Regions from separate parts of the Mus musculus genome. Here region 1 is linked to region 2. Evidence: chromatin contacts called from public promoter capture Hi-C data. All regions are on one chromosome and are shown on one strand. The core of a region is the stretch at or near the end of the contact, and the rest is flanking DNA. Distances in the headings are between cores, read along the strand shown. Region 1 holds the start of Slc23a4 (solute carrier family 23 member 4). Region 2 holds the start of Agbl3 (ATP/GTP binding protein-like 3).

Region 1 (3,834 bases), core at 415-2,914, 200 kb after region 2:
CTGGGATTAAAGGCGTGTTCCACCACTGCCCGGCAATCCCTGGTTTATTCTTATCAAGAGCCTCACAAATATTAGGGGCAGGCCTGAGCAGAAGGAGATATGGGAGCTAAGGAGAGGGTTCAATCCATATTGTGTTCTTACTCAAGCATTAAAGCCTAAATTCAACACACACATACCCCACCTCCATAAAAGGTCTGGATACGGCGGGGCACACTTGTAATCCCAGCACTGGGAGGTAGACAGGTGGATCCTCAGCCAGCCCAGCCTACTTGGAGGGATCCAGGCCACTGAGAAACCCTGTCGCAAAAGATAAAGTAAGTGACTACCGAGGAACCACACCTGAAGTTGTGCTTGGGCCTTCACGCATTTAGACATACATGCACACGCACCAGACATACATGCAGATTCAGATGAACATGCATGCACATAAGCACACACACACATAGAAGGGGGGGATTTGATGAGCCCTGGTTCATTGTGTCTTCTGCCTTTCTCTTAGCTTAATTGTATAAGCTAATAAAGAACACATTTTCCCCTAAGCTGAGATGTAATTCTCTTACCTTCAGCCAAGCATCCTGGTTTATCACTTACCCCTCCCTCCAACCAGCTTCACGTTGCCCAGCAACATTCAATCAGACCTCGCTGATACCACAGCAAGAACTCAAAATCCACAGAGAGCAATTTTACCTACCTGACCCCTAAAAACACTTGCAAGAGGGTGCAGATGCCTGAGACGAAGAAAATGGTGCTGATGAGGTAGCTTTGGGTCAGAGGGTCATGCTGCAGGCACAGGTCCTTGGCCAGGATGAGTGGCACAGCCACGAGGCCCCCCAGGGCTGTGAGGAAGTGCTGGAGAGCAGAACAGAAGGAGGTGGGCATGGGATGCTGTCAGCTGCATCTTTATTCCCCAAGGCAAGAGCGCATCCACCAATGACCAGAAGTGAGAACCCTGCAGCTGGTCCTAGGGGCTGTCAGCGAGGGCCAGGCAAAGATGCAGGTATGCAATAAGTACGAGGAAGTTCTGCCCTAAGCAGGTGAGAACCAGGCAGAGGGGCTGGGCTCTGAGCACAAGATCACTGCATTGGGAAAGGATGCCCTGGGAAGGAAACTAAGTCCAAGACAGAGGCTCAGTGGGATAAAACGGGACCAAAGAATAAGATCACAGCAAGGGTGGGCTCAAGCAAGGAAGACCCCACTGTGAACTTGAAGCTGTTAGCAAAAGGCTCAATGAGTCCTAGTTGGCAGGACACATCAGACTCAGAGTTCAGAGCATGCCAGAAGTCATAGCACACAGCCTCAGGTACCAAAGTGAAAGACCAGATGGATGTAGGGTATAGACAGACAAACAGGAGACAGGTAGCTAGCAATATGGTCCAAGAATGAGCTACTATTTCACATAACTTGGCCTCAGTCTGATTAGGCCTAGGGAATTGTTCTCATGGGCTGCAGCTAGATCTGTTTGGAGTCATACCAAGTGCCTTAGATGACAATACCAGGATGACCGTTTCTATGTATCTATCCCTTGTACCCCTCTTCCTCCTCCTCCTCAGGGCACAGCTCCACATCTAACCATACAGGTGGAGACAACGGGAGAGTAACGTGTCAGAAATAAATCTCCAGGTCTTCCTTAATGGGCAGCTCCCACTCCTGTTGTCTCACTGAGCCATGTCTCAAAGGGATCAACCAATGGTTTGCCCGCCCTCGAGATTAATCTCCTCAAGAATGCTCTGGAATAATCCGAACAATGTGACCAGCACTGCTCTTTGACAAATTGGCAAATTGGGGGGGAAGGGTGTATACTGGAAGCAGGAAAGACTTTAAAATTCCCTGACAGACAAAAATAGCTCCCTCCCCAGCCCCCCAACCCCTGTAAGGAAGGCCATAAGAGAGTTTTCAGAAAAAGAAGGCATGAATATTTCAAGGCACGTTCTGATGATCTTTCCTTTCTTCCATGAGCTCTTAGACAATGACGTGAGTTTAATCCTTTACAGCCCTTTTTTAGTGAGATTTTGGAGTGAAATCAGAGCCTCACACATTAGGCAAACATAGAGAACTTGTAAGATATTCCCCAACCAGTCCTTGAAAGCTCCACATAGACACTTGATTGTCATGTCAGCAGCTAGGCCAATAGAAGCCACAGCACTCTCCAGGCCTAGAACCCACTCGTGTTTTCCTTTTCATCTTAAATACTGTTCAGCAACAGTGGTGAACTCCACCTGGTTATTAAATAAACTTCATCCTAGAGACTAGGTAGCAGTTGGTGAAAGCTAAAACAGAAAGAGAGAGACTGCCGACAGAGCCGCTCTGAGGAAGTGCTGGTACCTCTCTGCCTTCCAAGGGCTTTACCCAAGTGAAGCAGACCTTTAACCACATCAGTTACCTGCACCCAAGTGAGTCACCTCAGAATGGTTGAGCATCTTTTTCTAATCTTCACATCTATCCTCTCATGTTAAGGGAGCGATCTGGGGTTGATATGGAAGCTACGGCAGCAGCTGAGGTTGGACCCGACTAATTTGGTCTTTAGTTCTTTGATACAGAACTAGCTTGGACCTAGTACTGACTGGGAGGACTTACCTGGATCCCCAAGAAGATGCAGAGATACCATGGTGGGCTATCCAGGATGCCATAGGCCAGGTTACTGTTACTGTTGGGATCCTTCTGCACCCCATCCTGTTTCTTGCCTTGTCCTTCAGTGTGAAGGCTGAGCACACCATCGCCCCCCTGCCAAGACAAGGAAAGAGCACGTGTGAGCAATCCAGGGGAAGATAACTACACTTCCTGACCTCAGCTGCATGGTGGGACACCCTTTCAGACATGCGAGGCCTAGGCTAGGGGGCAGCGGTGTTAGCCTGCTGAGGATTACAGGGACAGAGAAAAGACCAGGGCTACCCTGATCCTGACTGTGCTAAAGACTTTTAAGTCTTGGGCTGTAGAAAGGGAGGGGTTGACCCAAAGCCTTAGCAGAGAGACGCATTTGCTAGGGAAGAGATGGAAACCCACCTTAAGGTCAAAAAGTAGGTAGATTTCCTCTCAGGAACGGAGGGTGGTCACTGTGGCTGAAGACACCACGTGCTTAGGATACAGGACTAATGACTTGAGCAGGACTAATGACTTGAGCTGAATCTGACCTGAAAGCCTCTTTCCTACCATCTGGCCTCTGTGGTTCCAGCAGACACATATATCAGTGGCAACCAACAGCTGTCTAATTGGACTTCAGCAGGAGGGGGAATTACATCTGCTACAAGCTGAGCCAACTTCCCAGGGCTAGTGAGATCATGGATATTAGAAAAGAAACCAACTACCATCATTTTGCCAGACCAGCATAATTCCTTACTGTGTTGGAAATCTCATCTTTATACCTATAGAAGAGTGTAGCTACCACTCCTCACCAAAGGAGCCTCTTCACCGCAAACAGAGATCAAGAGATTGTGGAGAGTTCTGACCCTGCGGATACCTCTGCATCACAGCTCCTCATCAGTGGCTCAGGGGACATAGAGGAAGAGGGGGCAAATTGTAAGAGCCTTGCTTTGCTTTCTCATGCCAGTTTCTACTACGGTCCTTGCCATCAGGGTGAACTGAATGACTGTGGTAGACTGACGTGAATAGATGCAGTGCACACAGGCATAACCCAGAGCCAAAGGTCAATTTGCATTCTTACAGTTTAACCAAGAAATTAACTCGGAATTATAGATTTTTATTCCGACGTATTGACTGAATTTCTCATTCACCTTGGGCAAATCAAAGTATTTCTGTCTCCACGTTCTTATCTACATAAATCTAGGTGTTTGAGAAAACCCACTTTGCAGTATAAAGCACACAGTCCAGGGCTTATCA
Region 2 (4,182 bases), core at 1,096-3,595:
GCTTAGAGGTTAAGCGTATTGTCTACTCTTCCAGAGGTCCTGAGTTCAATTCCCAACCATCACGTGGTGGCTCATAATCATCTGTAATGAGATCTAGTGCCCTCTTCTGGTCTGAAGACATATATGCAGGCAGAACAACCCGAGTTCAATTCCCAGAGTCCAGGTAAAGGAAGAGTGGGCTTAGTACTACTGGTTGTCTTCTGAGCTCCACATGAACTGTAGCATGCATGCCCCTATAAATGCAATACAAACAATGTTCTAAAACTTTAAAATGTTTTAAAGCAAATGCTTCTAAGGCGATTTTAACTTTAGCTGGAGGAGAGGGGATTCCATATGATGTGTCTTTAAAGTGACACTAACCACAGCCAGCATGTCTCTCCTGGCCTCAGCACTTGCACCAGCGAGGTCTTCTCTAGTCAACCACGAGGTTTAGTCTCTTGTTCAAATGCTACCTGGGCAGAGGGCTTCCCTAGCCACCTCACATTAAAGAACTACGCTGCCAAGCTACTCGACCCCAGCACTGCTAAGCTTTCTTTCCCTCCATAGCAACTTTCATCTGCCTGGTTCTATTATTGTCTTCTCCCATTAGGATGTAATCCCCATTAAAAAACTCTGCAATGGCCTTTCACGGTCAATAGTCTCTGATGTAAAACTAACCCGTAAAGGTCAGGTGAGTAATGAATGAATGTGACTTTTCAAAGCTTTGAGAATTTCTAAGTAATTCTCTTATGCACTAATAGCATTCTCTATAAATATTTGTTGACATATGTTAATGTGCATAGTTGGGCTGAATATACATACATACATACATACATACATACATACATGATTTAAGTCCTATCTTTGCCTCTTCCCTATCTGGCTGGGATGTTTCTTGGAGCTCCATCTTGTGAACCTGACAGCCTATAGCCTTTATCCATGAGTAAAGAGAAACAAAACAACAACAACAACAACAACAACAAAAAACAATAGATTCCATATAAAACAAACTGGCTTACCCTATTTACTGTCCAACAGCACAATACCACCAGCGGGGGATGTTTTAAGAAAAGTCTAGCTTGACTGTGATTCTAGTGGTACAAGCCAAGGGAACACATTTGGTGACGGACTTGCAGGCAGAGAGTCCCAAGTGACCAAATGGTACCCCTTAGCAGAAACTGGGAGTGGGTGCCCTCTGTTGTCCTATAGAGCCACTAAGTTTTAATTATGAGAACTCCACGCCGATGGTCTCATTCATCTTACTTACCCCTGAACGGCCCCACATATAAACAGAAGTAGGGTTATGTTTCTGTTCTTACATATCCACAGGAGCAAGTAAATTTCGGTACTGGAGCTTTGAGGATACCCTCAAACCAGAGAGTCTCTGAGCATTGTCTCCGTTAGTGATATACACATGGCATAAAACCAAGCACAACTAACTATGAAGACTAGTTTTCAAACAAGTGTGATCAATGGCACACTTCATTTCCTCAGGCCAATGCCCAAAGAAACAGAAAGTCTCAAGGTCTGACACAAACACATTCCCAGAAAGTTAACAAATCTAGAGATGCTAACCCATTTCCATGCTGAAACTGAAGCGCTTAATGCGAACCATGAGGGCACTGAACACCTCCTCATTCTTTTTGTCTATATGGGTTTTTCTTTTATTAACTTTACTTGGAAAACTGTTCCAACTGTATTATCCACCAAAGTGAAAAGTGACCAACAAATCAGGGTTAAATATACACACACAAACACAGATCCTAAGACTGCTGTGGGGGTCTTATTGACTTAAATAAGGCAAGGTGGGAGATTTGCTTTGTGAAAGTGTTGGCTAACAAAGAATTTCTAAGCTGATGAAATTTTTGAGAATTTACCCTTATACATATAACCATGACTCCTCCAAATCAAGTATTTTAAGTCTCACTTCCAGAATAAGAATGAATTATAATTGTGCAAAATAGAACTCAACCTTTTAACTTCAAATAAATTAGTTCATTTTTATTAATAAGGTTCAGTTCAGAAAATTAACTTGCCCGTGGTCATCAGGTTGTTAAAAGTCAAGGGGGGCTCTAGACACAAGCCTTAAACTGTATGTTCTACTGCCTTCTCAGCGCAGGCACCTAGCAAACAAGTTATAGTCACTCAGAACAAACTGCAGTCGCATCTTCCCCAGTGCTAAACTCTCCCTCCTGCAATGCTCAAACCGGTCCATACCATAAGCCAAGCCAGGAGTTCCCATCATCCCCTAGCATCAATGTCTCCCGCCAAAAACCTCACCACCTTCACAGCTGTCCCTAGGAAGAAATCACTAAAGCTCCCCAAAGTCTCGCGAGAGTACAGCCGTTGCCCTGGCAACAAGCGGCCTGCTCTCTCAGCGACCGCTGAATTTCGATGGCATTTGCTCTGACCCTGTCGTCGCCCGGTGCCTGGGGGACATCCTAAAGTATTCTCCCGGCAGGGGTGGGACGACCGGCGGACTTGAAGAGGCCCAGGGAACGAGGCGGGCGGCGGACGCGCCGCTTAGGCAGCGGGGAGCGGGGGAAATGCGGCCCTCGGCGCGGGACGGCGCGGGGCCCGCGTGAGTGAGGAGGCTCCGCGCGGGTCCCGCCCCGAGAGAAGGCCTGGCGCGGCCGCACGCCCCCCGCTCGCCGCTTCGGGCGCGGACCGGCGTCCGCGGGCTTCCGGCGCCTAGCGCCTGCACGCCTCGTCCGCGCACGTAAGGAGCTGCCGCCGGGCGTCCCGGCGGGTTGTCGTAATTTCGAGCCGTCATCCGGGGCTGAAGCTTCGGTCTCCGCCCCGAGATGTCACCTAGAAACCGCTCTCTCGACTGCAGTTGGCGTTTATGATGAAGCTTCGCGAGGCCTTCCGCGCCGTCCGCGCCCCCGAACGCGCTCGTCTGTAGACGTCAACCGGGGGCTGAGAAGGTGTTTGTCGGCGGTGGTCAAAAGGCTCGCTTTTAGAGAGAACCAAACACCAGTAGTTGTGAAATTGGTAAATTCTTTTGGTGTCCTCCAAAGTGTAAAAGCTTGGCAAGGATGATTTCATTGCAAATAAGAAAAGAGGAAACGTATACCTAAAACTGTATTATCCCCAAAGGCACAATCACTGGCATGTGTAGCAGGAGGAAAATGTCATTTTAGTAAAATGCCAATTTCAGGCTTGCCTAGAAGCAACAGTGGTCATCTCCAGCCGGACCTTCTGGTAGCTATTCCAATACAAATGGTGTCATTGGCTTTAAAAGTTAAATATACAGTAATGATCACGGTTAAAGAGAAACTTAAGTTATACACACTGAAGCTCGGGTCAACTGAAAGTTCAAGAGAAAGGGGAAAGTTTTTACACTATTGCTACATTTTATTGTCTGAATAATTATAACTTTTCTTGTGTACTTTTTAATGCGTGAAGACAATCCCCATTTACTATTGCAGTGTAGTGTTTAGTTATGAATATAAAATGTAAATGGCCTGGCTATATACTGTGGAAGTTTTTCAACTAAATTATTTACGTGATTTGTCTCTCTTGTTTCAACAGATTTTTTAAGTTTTATTTTTGTTCATAAAACATACTGACAGGTTATAAATATATCCCCCTTCATCTCTTCTAAAATTCACACCCCCATTCCATATCCACTCATCATCTTAAATTTTTTATTTAATTAAAATATAATTACATCATTTATCCCCCTTCCAACCCTCTCAGATACATATCCTCTTTTGCTATTTATTATCATTGTGTGTTTAAATAAATATATAAATGCAACTTGCAGAAGCCTATTGAATATTGCTTATGTGTATATTCTTTGTAGGACTGAACATCTGGTATTGGATATCTGTTTAGGAAGCTTGCTTTGTAGTAACGGATAGTTTTGTAAAATCTTTGAATTTGAAATTAATTTCCTGTATCCTTACTAGTTTAGTTTTCAGAGATCTGTCACTCTTAATTAAATACAATTGGACAGGTTTTGTAGTATTCATTTAATACAGAACCTGCACACCTTTGCTTAAAAGAAAAGCTGTTAAAAATCTCCTTAGACATTTTACAGCCTACTCACATAATTAAAGACATTCCGAGGAAGACACTAGAAGAGATGTCAGAAGATTCAGAGGAGGAAGACTACTCAGATAGAAGCATCAGTGATGACGATGACTTGGTATGTCTTTCTTTTTTACTTTGCGTAATTTGAGGTAAAATGTAGTATCA

What was found. Capture Hi-C pulls out chosen DNA fragments and counts their contacts.
Region 1: a contact with region 2 is called in a promoter capture Hi-C map of pancreatic islet. The contact joins the promoter of Slc23a4 here to the promoter of Agbl3 in region 2. A contact is called at or near these places in 5 of 39 promoter capture datasets (the 3T3-L1 cell line, liver, pre-B cells and 1 more), 2 of 15 datasets of contacts at CTCF or cohesin (the NIH/3T3 cell line and embryonic stem cells), 44 of 484 Hi-C or Micro-C datasets (the 3T3-L1 cell line, 3T3-L1-derived adipocytes, the AML12 cell line and 27 more), 2 of 115 datasets of contacts at active chromatin or transcription factors (T-cell acute lymphoblastic leukemia and memory CD8 T cells) and 3 of 9 other capture datasets (adipose tissue, liver and pancreatic islet).

Annotation. Positions count from the first base shown.
Region 1 is chr6:34,976,335-34,980,168 of GRCm38.p6, forward strand. Slc23a4 (solute carrier family 23 member 4) reads right to left here and starts at 1,665. Exons shown (of 8, transcript NM_001025573.2): 1 at 1,472-1,665; 2 at 692-849.
Region 2 is chr6:34,778,087-34,782,268 of GRCm38.p6, forward strand. It overlaps Agbl3 (ATP/GTP binding protein-like 3), which reads left to right and starts at 2,346. Exons shown (of 20, transcript NM_001289656.1): 1 at 2,346-2,973; 2 at 4,014-4,132. The coding sequence starts at 4,070.